Linked DNA regions of Sus scrofa: region 1 is linked to region 2. Evidence: chromatin contacts called from public HiChIP or PLAC-seq data. All regions are on one chromosome and are shown on one strand. Each heading gives the region's core, a stretch centred on a gene start, on an enhancer-like site or on the middle of the called end of the contact. The rest is flanking DNA. Distances are from core to core; before and after follow the strand shown. Region 1 holds the start of TEP1 (telomerase protein component 1). Region 2 holds the start of ZNF219 (zinc finger protein 219).

The links. HiChIP or PLAC-seq counts read pairs in DNA pulled down with a chosen protein or histone mark.
Region 1: a contact with region 2 is called in an H3K27ac HiChIP or PLAC-seq map of alveolar macrophages. The contact joins the promoter of TEP1 here to the promoter of ZNF219 in region 2. A contact is called at or near these places in 1 of 5 promoter capture datasets (liver) and 2 of 2 datasets of contacts at active chromatin or transcription factors (alveolar macrophages and skeletal muscle).

Annotation. Positions count from the first base shown.
Region 1 is chr7:78,485,150-78,492,077 of Sscrofa11.1, forward strand. It overlaps TEP1 (telomerase protein component 1), which reads left to right and starts at 3,099. Exons shown (of 56, transcript XM_005656313.3): 1 at 3,099-3,205; 2 at 5,880-6,560. The coding sequence starts at 5,904.
Region 2 is chr7:78,025,640-78,032,665 of Sscrofa11.1, forward strand. It overlaps ZNF219 (zinc finger protein 219), which reads left to right and starts at 2,921. Exons shown (of 5, transcript XM_021099309.1): 1 at 2,921-3,241. TMEM253 (transmembrane protein 253) reads right to left here. Exons shown (of 9, transcript XR_002345950.1): 1 at 6,780-7,026; 2 at 6,544-6,660; 3 at 6,038-6,148; 4 at 5,903-5,959; 5 at 5,528-5,638; 6 at 5,268-5,414; 7 at 3,878-4,929.

The DNA of each region.
Region 1 (6,928 bases), core at 1,849-4,348, 460 kb after region 2:
TCCCAAACTTGTCTGCACATTAGTACTAGCTGGGGAACTTCAGAAACTTTTAATGCCCAGGTCCTGCTCTGAAGATTATGATTTAATTAGTCTAGGGTATGACTTGCGTTTTGGAATTTTTTTAAAGATCTCCAGTGGTTCTGGTGTGTAGGCCTTGCTGGCCTTGAATTTCTTTGCTGTTGTAGCTAACCAGAAGGTAAACTCTAGGTCCTCCTAGTTAACCAGGAAGCGATGGTCCTCAGTTGCTCTTCTTCCTGTATCACCAGTATCCACAGATTAGATGCTTCAATGTTCTTTGCACTAGCATGGAAGGGCTTGCATATGCTGTTCTTTCACTAGTGGGGCAGGTAGTTCCCCCACAGAGCTGTAGGAGGCCCTGAAGTTGGCACAATTGTTTAAGGTACATTCCAAGGGGAGGGGGCGTTATAGATTTAGGCCTTTGGAAGGAGAGCCCTTGTGGGACTCCCCTCTCTTCTTGCCTTCTTTTCCTCATTATGCTGCCGCTCTGGTCTCCTTGTACATACAGCCTCTTCTTTCAGGTTTCCCAGGACTTGTGTTCCCGCCCTCAATCCCCCCACCACCACTCCCCTATAGACAGACCTCTAATGGAAGGTATTACTTCAGAAATTTGTGGTGACTTTTCTTCTTTTTTGGCTCTCAACATGATTAGGATTATCCGTACACATTTAATGGGCAGATCCCAGATGGCTAGACATTCAGCAGCTATGAGGGGCACTCCCACACACTTAGGGTCATTATTGAATCTCTGACAAATTTGAATGACTAGCCAGTCACCCACGTAATTTGAAAAACCACAGCTAACCTAATTTTAGGATCTAAATTTATTTTGTTTTATTTTTTTGCTTTTTAGGGCCACACCCGCGGTATATGGAAGTTCCCAGGCTAGGGGGCCAATCCAAGCTGCAGCTGCCAGCCTATGCCACAGCTGCCAGCCTATGCCATGGCCACAGCAACCCCGGATCTGAGCCAAGTCTTCGACCTACACCACAGCTCACAGCAACGCCGGATCCTTAACCCACTGAGTGAGGCCAGGGACTGAACCCTCGTCCTCATGGATCCTAGTTGGGCTCGTTACTGCTGAGCCATGACGGGAACTCCTAAATTTATTTTAAACATAAACACAAGGCATTTTATGCATAGTTTAATATACACTGAACCTCCTAGGTATGCCACCATGTGAATATCATGGGATGATTATAACTTGTTTTGCGTGAAAATTTGCCAAAAGTTATTTTGGAAAATCATGCCACATTCCCAGCTCTATTGGTGGTATTTAAATCACCGTCATGGAGTTCCCGTCGTGGCTCAGTGGTTAACGAATCCGACTAGGAACCATGAGGTTGCGGGTTCGGTCCCTGCGCTTGAGCTGTGGTGTAGGTTGCAGACACGGCTCGGATCTCGCATTGCTGTGGCTCTGGCGTAGGCCGAAGACTAGAGCTCCGATTGGACCCCTAGCCTGGGAACCTCCACATGCCGCGGGAGCGGCCCAAGAAATAGCAAAAAGACAAAATAAATAAATAAATAAATCACCATCATAACATCCCTGTATCACGTTGCAGTTTTAGCTGTTATGTTCGGGGTAATTCTATAGAGAAATGTATGCATCTGAGTACTTCATTGTATCTTCCTGTTTTGGCCAACTATTTACAAATATAAATGCATAGTATTTTATAATAAATCAGCTTCCTTCTATTCTTTTATATATCTTTAGACATTTTACACTTTTTTTTTTTTTTTTGGCTGCGCCCGGGGCATGTGGAATTTCCCTGGGCCAGGCATTGAAACTGCTCCACAGCACCGAACCATGCCACTGCAGGGATAACGCCAGATACTTAACCTGCTGCACCACAAGAGAACTTCCATAAATTTTTAAGTTGTGTGTCTAACATTAGTTGTTTATAATTTGTAGTACAGGATTTTAAAGGGGACAGAAAAATATTTCTTATAAAAAGTGTTGAGACTGAAGGGGTAGGTGGTAAAGGAGGCAGCTAAGGAAATTAGGTGGGATCTGGCTCAATAAACTGGATGACCCGGATTCTGAGTTGAAGCTCATTTGTTATCTGAGAATGAAGGGTACTCCCCCACTCACCCATCCTCACCCACCCTTAGGAAAGGATGTTTTCCAGAAGACAGATAATCTATTTTCCAGGAGGTAAGCCCGTTTTTCTTGCTACTCTGTTTAGCCCTGCTCTTTTTTTTCTGTTTGTCTTTTCTAGGCCCACAACAGCAGCATATGCAGGTTCCCAGGCCAGGGGTCTAATTGGAGCTGTAGCTGCCGGCCTGCACCACAGCAACGCGGGATCCAAGCCGCATCTGCAACCCACACCACAGCACACCACAGTTCACAGCAACGCCCGATCCTTAACCTGCTGAACAATGCCAGGGATCGAACCCGAAACCTTATGGTTACTAGTCGGATTCGTTAACCACTGAGCCACGACGGGAACTCCGGCCCTATTCTTTATAGAAAAGTACTAACATTACCAGTCTATAAGTCACTTGTCTCTTTGCTGAGCCTAGTCCCACTTTCTGGGAAACATCCGCACTAACCATTCAGGATGGCTCAAAAAAATTCTCTGTAATCCAGGAATCTCTCCTAAAGGGGCATAGGCATGCTCTTGGTTCACTCTGCCTTAATTATTTGATATTTACACCCGGTTATAGGTTATTGCTTTAATCTCCCTTTACTTCTGTTTTCACCAAGTAATTTTTGCATGAAGTTAGTGTCCCACTATATTTGATACCAGGACAAAAAAGGTGTCAAGGTCGGTAGCGAAAATGCCAAAACCTTTTCAAGAAACGGTGTTGAAAGATAAAACAAAAGAGAGAAAACTTAGCAAAAGAGGGGAATATGGTAGAGGAGGAAGCCTGAGGGATAGGAGAAAAGAGGACTAGGAAGCGGTGGAAGAAGGTGCAGGGAGGGAATGGAAGTAAACTCAGTTCTCAGAAAAAGCTGCAAAGTCCTCTTCTGCACTCGCCCAGCCAGCGGCGCCGCTCTCCTTCCGGGCGCTCCGGACCCGGCCCCCGCCCAGCGTCTCCGGCGGCGCGCAGTCTCCTCCCCCGCTCCCCGCCCCCCCCACCCCCCGTCTCCCTTCTTTCCACCCGCGGAACCAGGAACCGGGTTCTTCTTCCTGCCCCCGGGACCGGAGCTTCCTCGCGTGACAGCCAGCTGCTCCAGGCTTGGGTGACTCCGGGGAGGGGCGAGCACCGGCAGCAGTTGCCCCTAGCCTCGGGTCCACGTGTGGCCTCGGCACCCGGGCCGGTGGGAAGGGCCTAGCGCGGCTAGGTAGTTACCTCCCGGGCTTTGGCCGGATGGGCGCCGGGCGGGGTCCTCTGTCTGGCTGCTCCTAATGCTCCCGGAGCGGGAGTGGTGTGTGAAGGGAAAGTGGGAAGGGCAGTTGAGAGAGCGAGCGTAGGAGGATGAGGGAAAGGGAGGGCCCAGGGCTAGAAGAACACTGGGAGAGGAAGGTGGGGACTAAGTGAGAAGGGGGTCACTTTTCCTTGCTCCAGGTGCTTCTGGGAAGGAGAGAGTAGCTGCCACAAACAGACCGTGGTACGAGCACGGTTTGTTAATAACGGAAACCGGGCTGTGCTTGAGCCAGGTAGACTGTCAGCCAACTTAAAAGTATGGTTGATACTAATGTGTTAACACGGCAAGGTCTTCAAGACATACTAAGTGAAGAAAAGTGTCTATAAAGTATGAACCTCTTTGTACAAAGCAAAAAAAAAAGGGGGGGGGAGGATATGGGGAAAGCAGACATATAAACCTATGCATATAATTGTATATATGCATAGAAAGTGTCTGAAACTCTTCATATAAAACTTAGCATGTGGGAGTTCCCTGATGGCCTAGTGGTTAAAGATTTTGCGTTGTCACTGGTATGGCTCATGTTCTATCCCTGGCCTGGGAATTTCCAAGGGTGTGACCAAAAAAAAAAAAAAAAAAAAAAATAGTAGTGGTTATTCCTGGAGAATGGAGCTAGAAACTAGAGATGAGGATTTTTACTTTTCATTTGTAGATATTTTTGCTCTCATTTGTAGGTGAGCTGAATCTCCCTTCACAAACACCAGGGTGCAAAAAACCCCCCAAAATCTAACTTTATATTTCTATTAAGTTAATTTTTGTTGTGAGACTTCTTTTTTAAATCTTGAGCCAATTCTGAGATTTCCTGCTCTGACACCGGGGTCTTACATAGTGCAAAGATATGAGGGAAATGTACAGGACACACAGGCCATTACTTTTGATTCATTTTGCCTGCACTAATATCCATTGGCCATTCTGGCTTTGGATTGTCAGTCCATTCAAGTCTTCTTGGAAGTATTCTATGTTCCTGTCCATAAGCTTTTGCATATAAGGGATTAAGTGATTTACTTAACAACATAATTATTCCTAAAATATTTAAATGTAAATAGGAGATAAGCATTTGTCCAAATAAGAGAGTATATACATTCCTAATGATATGAATTCAAGTACTCTCTCAGGCAGAGGTTCAATTTGCAGTTACTGGAGATACTAGGAGATCCATGGGTGGAATCCCTGAAAACTGAATGCAAAATAGTACATACTCATGTTTTTCTGTGAAAAGCTCCAACTCCGTAGCTTTTAGCAGAATCTCAAAAGCTTTTGAGTCACACTGAGCAGTATTTTAGCAACAGTGGTGAACAAGGCTAAAGGGTCTCTGTCCTCAGGAACTTATTGTCTGGTGGGGTGAAAGACAAATGAACAGGCGGTTACAATAGAGGGGATGTGCTCTGTGATAGAGGAGGCACAGTGGTTGTGAGAATATAGAAGGACCACCATACCAGACAAGGGGTGGCTGTCAGCTGAGGCTTCTTGGAGGAAATGACTTAAATTGAGGCCTTCAGAGTGATAGGAAAGTAGAATTTGGGTTAGCAAAGAAGGAGTTGGGGAAGGGTGGTGTGGTCTTAGTAGAAGAAAGAGCGTTCTAGCCATCTGCCTCTGCAGAGATCTAAAGTCAAGAGATGCTTTGGCAATTCATAAGCTAAAAAGAGTTTGTATGGTTTAAGCTTAAAGTTAGATGAGAGTTGGGGTTCCTGTCGTGGCCCAGGGGTTAACGAATCTGACTAGGAACCATGAGGTTGCGGGTCTGATCCCTGACCTCGCTCAGTGGGTTAAGTATCCGGCGTTGCTGTGAGCTGTGATGTAGGTTGCAGACGCGGCTTGGGTCTGGTGTTGCTGTGGCTCTGGCATAGGCTGGGGGCTACAGCTTCGATTCAGCCCCTAGCCTGGGAACCTCCATATGCCGCTGGTGCGGCCCTAGAAAAGACCAAAAAAAAAAAAAAAAGTTAGATGAGAGTAGCAGTAAGGGATGAGGCTGGGAGATCAGAAGCCAGGTTGTGTGAGTGATACATACAGATGTAAACAAGACAAAAGAGCCCTGACCTTCAGGTAGTTTTAATAAGGAGAAACAGGAGTTCCTGTTGTGGCACAGTGGTTAACGAATCCGACTAGGAACCATGAGGTTGCGGGTTTGATCCCTGCCTTTGCTCAGTGAGTTAACGATCCGGTTGCCGTGAGCTGTGGTGTAGGTCGCAGACTCAGCTCGGATCCTGAATTTCTGTGGCTCTGGCCTAGGCCGGTGGCTATAACCGATTCGACCCCTAGCCTGGGAACCTCCTTATGCCACTGGTGCAGTCCTAAAAAGATGAAAGACCAAAAAACAAACAAACAAACAAAAATACATCCTTAGTTTGGACCCAGTCCTCCAAAAATAAATATTGGTTGTTCTCTGCCTGAAGCTCACTGGCATTATCAGGAGGACTATGGGAAAGGTTTAGTCCCAGTACACAGGCACTCCCAACACAGCCAGCTGCTTATCACCTGTCTTTCCTTCTAGGCATATACTGGTTGGGCTCCAGCCATGGAGAAAATCCATGGACATGTGTCTGCCCACCTGAACATTCTCTCCTTGGAGAACCGGTGCCTGGCCACACTTCCTGACCTGAAGACCTTGCAGAAACGACATGGGCATGTGTCTGCCCACTCAGACATCCTCTCTTTGGAGAACCAGTGCCTGGCCACATTTTCTGACCTGAAAATCTTAGAGGATCCACGTGGGCCTGGGTGTGCCCACTCAGACATCCTCTCCTTGGAGAACCGGTGCCTGGCCACACTTCCTGACCTGAAGACCTTGGAGAAACCACACGGGCCTGTGTCTCCCCACCTGGACATCCTCTCTTTGGAGAACCATTGCCTGGCCACACTTCCTGACCTGAAGACTTTAGAGGAACCACATGGTCATGGGTCTGTCCACCGAGACATCCTCTCCTTGGAAAACCGGTGCTTGGCCACACTCCCCATATTAAAGAGCACTGTGTCTCCTAGCCCCTTGCTCCATAATCTCCAGCTGTCTCGTCTGGTACAAGCTGATCTGTGCAGCCTGAATGCCAGCAACCACTTGGTCTCTGAGCCTCCAGCCTCAAGGGCTCAGTGCCTCTCTGAAGGATTAAGCCTTCTGACCTGCCCCAGGGTCTTGAAAACCATCTCTGCCACAGAGACAGCTCAGGAAGCAGCTTTGGTAATAGCTCCAGGCACTTGTGTTCACTCCAGCCGTATCTGTTAGGTGCTGTGGTCACTAGCTTTCAGTGTCACAGTGTCTCTGTGTGCTGCTCTGCATCTGTGTACCTTCTCTCCTCAGAACCTCTTCCTGAGGTGTCCTTTACCCAAGGGCTATCTTCATAAGCAGCATTACCCTTATTGAATATCTAGTTCAATATTCTGGACAATACAGCAAAAACAGGTTTTGTCCTTAGAAAACCTCTGGTCAGGGGCGGGGTAATCGGGGGATGCATGATATTGCAGTAGCAGAGTCAATCAAGTGCTTTTGAGATCTTATAGGACATGAGACACTTTACTGTATTCTGGACCACTTCTCTGAGTGTGCAT
Region 2 (7,026 bases), core at 1,671-4,170:
CTGGAGGCAGACCTCTGACACTACAGTGCTCAGATCCTGCCGTATTTATAGGAAACACTGACTCATAGTGACACCCTGCCACTGTTCTGTTCAATTCATCAATCAAATATCAAACTCGGGCAGCACCAGCAGGGCAAGACAAGAATAAAGGGCGTGGACACAGAGAAACACCAAATGGGCCTAGACAAGAAAAATGAAATCCAGAAACCTGAAGGAGTAACCATCTTCTCTCACTGAGATGATGAACATCCCAGGCCTGTGTGGCAAGTGGTGAGAGTCTTTGGGGCATTCATTGGGCCAAGCAGGCGAGGTCAGCTCCAATTATTCCTGGGTAGTTGAATTTACTGATTTTGGTGGCTCCAATCCAGGATTGCATAGAGGCCCAAGGGGCTGAGATTGACCCTGAAGGGACCTGCGCCTCCTGTCTGCTGGTGGAAGCACCAAGCCTGTGTGCTACCGCCTGGGTGGACTCTTGGCAGGGAAGGGATTTGGGGCGTGCCCCTGAGCAAGCATTGATTCTTTCTCCAACTAAGCCACTGGCATACGCCATTACCTTGTGAGAAGGCTCTTTGTGAGACTGCCACTAGGGCAGCAAAGGGACCACAAGATGGCAGCAGAGGACACAGCCCAGGACACAAAACCTGAACCATCTGCAAAAGTAGATATTCCATTTGGGAAATGTCATCAGTTGTCCATAATCATGTATTTGAGGCCAGAATAAATGACTGAATTTCAAAGAAATGAGGGTAAAATTCATCAACATGGAGAATTTCCCAACCACCACAGAATTCAGCTGCATACAAAACCACATATTTCTCCAGTGCTTACAGCAAGGGATGGGGTCAAGACCTTTAAAAACTGACGTCAGCAGTAACCTTGTCCCAGTCACTTCTTTCTGTGACGTTTCAACGGGCAGCAATTCAAGTAAAATATGAGTGACTTCCACAGAGGCTGCCAAACTGATGAAGGGGTAGATACAATGATTGCTGGGAAGCATTATAGCAAAGCAGAATGATTTCATGGAGCAGCCAGGAACTCTGGCTGTGTGTGTGCGTGCAGGCGCGTGTGCGTGTGTGTGTGTGTGTGGTGTATAATGAGGACCACAGGACAAGCCTAACAGTCTTCAGTAGCAGCTGGCAGAGGATAATGCACAGGAAAGGAGCATTAGGAGCTTTGGGACTGAATCTCTGATCTTCCAACTTATCATCTGATTCTCCTTTGCTTACATATTCCTCCTACCCTGAAGGTGTTACTACCAAAAACTGCCAAATAAACCCTGGGGGGCAAAATACCCTCTCCCTGATAACCAATATGAGAACCTAATGTTAAATCTCTTCAAGATTTGAATTTTAGAAGCCTTGAGGGCCAACGAGAACTGCACATCCAAAACCTGAATTTATAGCTTATTTTTGTATAATGAGAGACAATAACTGAAGGACCATAGGCCGAATCTGTTGATTTTTAAAATTGTAATCATCAACATTTTATTTTATTTACTTTTTTTTTTTTTTTTTTTTTTAGAGCTGCACCTCCGACATATGCAAGTTCCCAGGCTAGGAGTCAACAATTGGAGCTGCAGCTGCCAACCTATACCACAGCCACGTGAGATCCAAGCCGCATTTTTGACCTATACCACAGCTCAAGGCAACGATGGATCCTTAACCCAATGAACAAAAAGGCCAGAGATCGAACCCACATCCTCATGGATATCAGTCAGGTTCATATACAAAAGGAACTGCCTCAGCATTTTAAAATCAGATGATTCACATTTAAAAAGTCAGAATTTCTGACCTTTATAGGAAAATTGGAACAATGGCAATACCAAGCCCCCAGTCCCACATGGGAATAATTGGGTAGAATTGGGTTAAAGTCTTTAAATAGAATGTGGGCTCCTCTAGTTTTCCATAGTTCCTATGACTCCCTATTAACTCATACCTAATCTGCTTCACTCCTCTTCCCTATCGGAAAAACCTCCAAAGTGTTTAACAGTTTTAAAGTTTTTTTTTTTTTTTCATGTGTAATTTTATTTGAGCCTTGGTCCTCCAGTTAGGTTGAGGGTAAATACTATAACCTCCATTTAAGCAAAATGTAGTTCATAGAGGTCTGACTTGCCCAAACTTACACATCAAATTTCCTGTCTCCCAGTCTTACCATTATCCTGGGGGAGGGGGGGGGAGTTTCTATTGAGAACTTCATTTAGTGGAACAAAACCAAAGAACAAAACCAAAGTAGATATGCGCATAACTGCTGGAACAGATGAATACCAACTGCTAAGCTGTTCAACAAATCACTGCAAATGGCTACCTCCTCTTCCTTTAATGAAGTATTTCTGCTTCCCTTCCCCTTCCAGGCATATGTAAAGATTGCCCTTCTGGCCATCTTGAAGTTGGATATGGCTATATGGCTTGCTTTGGCCAATGAAGTGTGAGCAGAAGTGATATGTATCCCTCTGAGGCAGAAACATTTAAAAGTCTATGAACAATTCTTCATGCTTACTTCACAACTGGGCAAGCTGGTGGTGGTGAGGGGTATTAGTCTCATGGTGTCATGGTAGGATCTCAAAATGGTAGTGCTCCATGGGCTTGGGTACCTGCGTAACTTACAATGTTCAGAGTACCCTGCCAGACTCCCTAAACCTTTGGGGCTTTAGGTTTCAGGGCACTGAAATTTTGGCATTGTTACCACATCATAATCTCACCAAACCTGACTGATATAAGGTTCATCTGCATGGTGACTGAATTCTCCAAGAAGTAAAATGCAACTCCTAGACATCTGATTATATCACTAAAAGCTGCTGCTTCTATTTGGAATGAATTGCTGATTTTTACCCTCAGCTTCCTCATCTACTATCACCTTCTGAGTTTTAAGAAAATTATTTTGAGTCCTTCACACATGAGCTCTCCATTATTCTAGATTGGGAGGAGGCGGCGAAGGGGGAGGCCCAGATCTTGTTTTCTCCATTTCAGAACCTAATCCCAGAACTGTCCCCACCCACAAATACTCACACAATCTTGTCATAGGGCGACTATTACCACTCCCAAGGTGTCACAAACAGAAAGGAGCTGCCCCTGGCGCCACTGCAATGTCAGGGCAAGGCAGCCAGGCTGCGCTCTTTCCTTACTGGTGCTTGGGCTTGGCTAAGCCCGGAGAAGCAGCATTCTCTAGGGAAAGAAGCCTTCTCAAGTGGGAACAAAAATGAGTGTGAGGCGCACACCCATCCTGGGCACTTTGTGAATTTGGGGTGAGTTCTCATAGTAATGCAGCTCTGGTCAACTTCTAGTTTCTCTAGCGGCTAGTAAGCTGTCGGGCTGGTACAACTGGGTGCTCCCAGTTTTCCTGGGCTTTTCTCAAGCCCACCTGAGCTCGTCATCTTTGCACATTTGCAAAGGTCATAAACGGTGGGGGTTGAGCGCAACCAGAGCTTCAGCAACCGCACCTCAGCAGCCGGGATCGAAGGTCGGCGGGGCTGCTGAGAGGCTGAGCCTGCGCAGTCCCGCTCCCGCCTTGGAGAGAAAGGGTGGCGGCGACGCGGGCTCGTTACACCGGCGTGCTCGCAAGAGGCGGGAAAGCCTTAGGTCGGGTCGCCGTGTCCCTCCTCTTCCTGCCCCATCCACCCGTCTGGCCAGCCCGTCCTCCTCAGGCGCCTAGGCCCGGGGGGAGGGGGATGAAAAGGGCCCTGGGCTTCTGACTCATCATCTCCAACCCCTTTCTCGCGCGCGCTCCAAGTCTCAGGACTTTGAACCTGGGCACTGTGGGAGGGGGCACGGCGACAACATCTGTGGAAACCCCAGCTCTGCTGAGGGCCAGCCCTCCGCCCCTGCCCGTCTCCGAAGCTGTCAGAGGGAGGACTGTGGACCCACAGTCAACTCTCAGTTACCGAGATTGGGGTGGTGGCGGCCCCTCTCAGAATAGCCCGCCCGGCTCCTCCCTGCACACGGGGCCAGTGGTCGCGTCCGAGGAAACTCTCGGCTAGGCCCTGACTTCCAGCGCTTGGCGTCACTCAGCAGATGCACAGCGCCCCCACCGCGGAGGAAAGGCTCTTTATTTCCCAGCAGGCCACGGGGCAGCGGGGCATCCTGGGACTTGTAGTCTCCGCTAGAGTAGAAAGGAACCGCCTCTGACTGAGAACTAAAGCACGAGTGAATTGACTTCAGAGAGTAGGCGTGTACGGAAACCCGGGTTTGGAGTGGTTGGGACTGTGAAAGTTGGAAATCTTGGAAATAGTGAGATGAGGCAAATGTGAAGCTGTACTGGGAGGCAGTGGGAAGGAAAGAAAAGTTGGAAGGAGGGTAAGGACAGATGGGAGGAAATCAGTCTAGCTGATAGCTGTTTAAGGATATCTTGCAGGCGGGCAGATTTTTAGGGTAGTGAGGTGATGGAAGACTTGGTCTGGGTATTGCTGTCTCCAGAAGGGAAGGGAAAAGAATGGGGCCCTGGTCTGACTGAAAATTGAAGGCACTCCACCAAACGTCTTGTAGGTCTTTTTTTTTTTTTTTTTAAGGGCCGCACCAGCAGCATATGTAAGTTCCCAGGCTAGGGGTAGAATCGGAGCTACAGCTGCGGTCCTAGGCCACAGCCACAGCAACGTGGGATCCCAGCCACATACGGGCCTACATCACAGTTTATGGCAACACCAGATCCTTAACCCACTGAGAAAGGCCAGGGATCAAACCTGCATCCTCGTGGATCCTAATTGGGTTCGTTAACTGCTGAGCCACCAAGGGAACTCCTTTTTAAGTCTTAAGGGACTCCATCTAGTTTGAGTTCTGTGGGGATGGGGTGCAGGAGTGTCTGGAGAACGCTTCTGTAGGGTAGGAGAGCAGCACCTGTACTCTTCCCCTTGCCAGTTCACTCATTCGTTCTGTTTGCTGTGCTAGTCACGGTGGGACCATTCTCCAAATCAGGAACTTCCTCCAACTCTGAGAGACCCTGAAAACCAGACAAGTGTGAGGAGTGCAAACCGAAGGGATGAGAAAGGAAGAATCCCAGACAGATGCAACTTTGTCCTCTGCCATTTTTTCCCCATGTTCCCATAGCCCTTCCAATATTTAGGCAGATTTCTATTGCTTCTCACATTTCTAACCCCAACCATTTAGATACCCAATTCCCTCTTCCCCACCTCTAGAGGAGAAATGTCCAAAGCCAGAAAACCAATCACTTTCAGTCTAGTACCCCTTCTTTCTGCCCTGTGCCATTGTTTTCCCTTAAGTACCGCCAACCAGGATAGCCAGTGAAAAAATATTTTCCTCCCTGCCTTCATTCAGTACCTCTTGCAGTTCCTGGTAGTGCAGACTCTGGCTCCTGCAGCATCCTCGCTTCCTCTGGCTCAGCAGGATCAGGGAGTATGCTGAGACCAGCACTCCCCCTAGAGTGAAGGCTTCAGCGCTGAGCTCAAGCACCAGCAAGCCCTCTAGCTGTAGGTAGAAAGGGCTGAGGATGCTGCAAAGGACCCTGCACCTATTTGCCCCTGCCCTTCCCCCTCCTCTTGTCTCCTCATCGTCCCACCTTCTCTTTTATTCACTTGTACCTGGGAGGGGATATTTGGGGCAGACATCAAGGCTGTCTTCATCACCTCAATCACCAACGCGATGAAGCCCAAGATCAGATTGAAGAGGTTGAATATCATCATGGCACGCACCTGCCAGTGAGTCAGTTCAGCTCTGCCCAGCCTGGGGGACTCAGTGCAACCCCAAGCCCCACCTGCAGCCTAGCTGAAAACCAAACTCAGTTCCTATTCCTCCACCTCCAAACAGGGCCATCTAAATGTCTTCCTTTCTCAGTCTTTTAGGCCATTCATGGGCAGAGAGCAGAGAGCTGACAGTCGACAGTTAGAAATCCACTTCCTGGGCTGAGGGGTGTGTGTGTGTGGGAGGGGGACAGAATAGTTCTCTTCTCCTCTCACCTTCCAGAAACGGGGTGCTCTGCGCAGCTCAAGGGTAACAATCCCAGTGAGGAAACCCTGAGTGATGAGAAAGGCACGTGGTGAGCTCTGACCCCTCAGGACCTTCCTTCCACCCTCCCATATGGTAGTTCTTACCAGTACTCCAGGCCCAAGTGGCAGTGCTGTGGCCATGTGACAAGCAGAGTTCAGGCAGGCAACTGAGATAGCAAAGGGCACCACAGCCACTGCCAGCCATAGCTGGCTCACCTGGAGACCAGATGCAGGATAGGTGAAGGGGAACTGTCAGGGATTCCCTTCCTTTCTCCCAGCCCCTGCCTCTTTTAGAGATCAGCAATTGGGAGGAAGGTGTAGTGGCAGAAAGTAGTCAACTAAGGGCTGTTGAAAGAAGGGGAAATCCTTTAATTTTTTTCTGTCTCATGTCATAGTTCAGTCACTTACCTGTGTGTTTTCCTCACATGATGGAAGAAGCTACATGGAAATTAAGGGTCTTGCCTTGTTTAGTCTATGCTTCCTCCACCCTCCTCCCACTCAGAGCCTAGCACTGTTTCAGGAACATGATGGGTTCTCACTAAACATGGATGGAATTGAACTGGGGTAGAAGTGAACATGCTGAAGCTTGGGATGGAGCAGCCTGGCCTCACCGCCAGCACCAAGAGGTGCCCACTCTGCCTGTGCCTCGCCCAGTGCTGTAGCTTTTCCAGACGACCAGCTCTCTCCTCCATGGCTTCCTTGACCACGAGAGCTCGGTACTTCCCAGCCTGGGAAAAATGTATTATGGCACCTATCAGGAGACAGGATATACAGCAGCATCTCTTCCAGCTACCCCTCTGCCCACTTCCAGTATCCAGGGAGTTGAGGCTCAGGTCCTCACACCTACCTAGTCTGAAGCAGCTGCTCCAAAGGGATGGGTCCCAGCTGAGCCTGGAGCTCCTAGCGGGGCTTGGTAGCTCAGAGCAGCCAACGAACTTGTCCTGGCAGAGACAGGCTATCAGGATTGGGGTGTGGTGGGGCAAAGGTCCCTATGAGGACCTAAGGATCCAGGGAGTGGCAGTTAGCAGGCACCAGCCTCAGTTCTCTCCTCGAGACACCCAGCCCTGTCTCATTCTGTTCTTGTTTCCTATTGT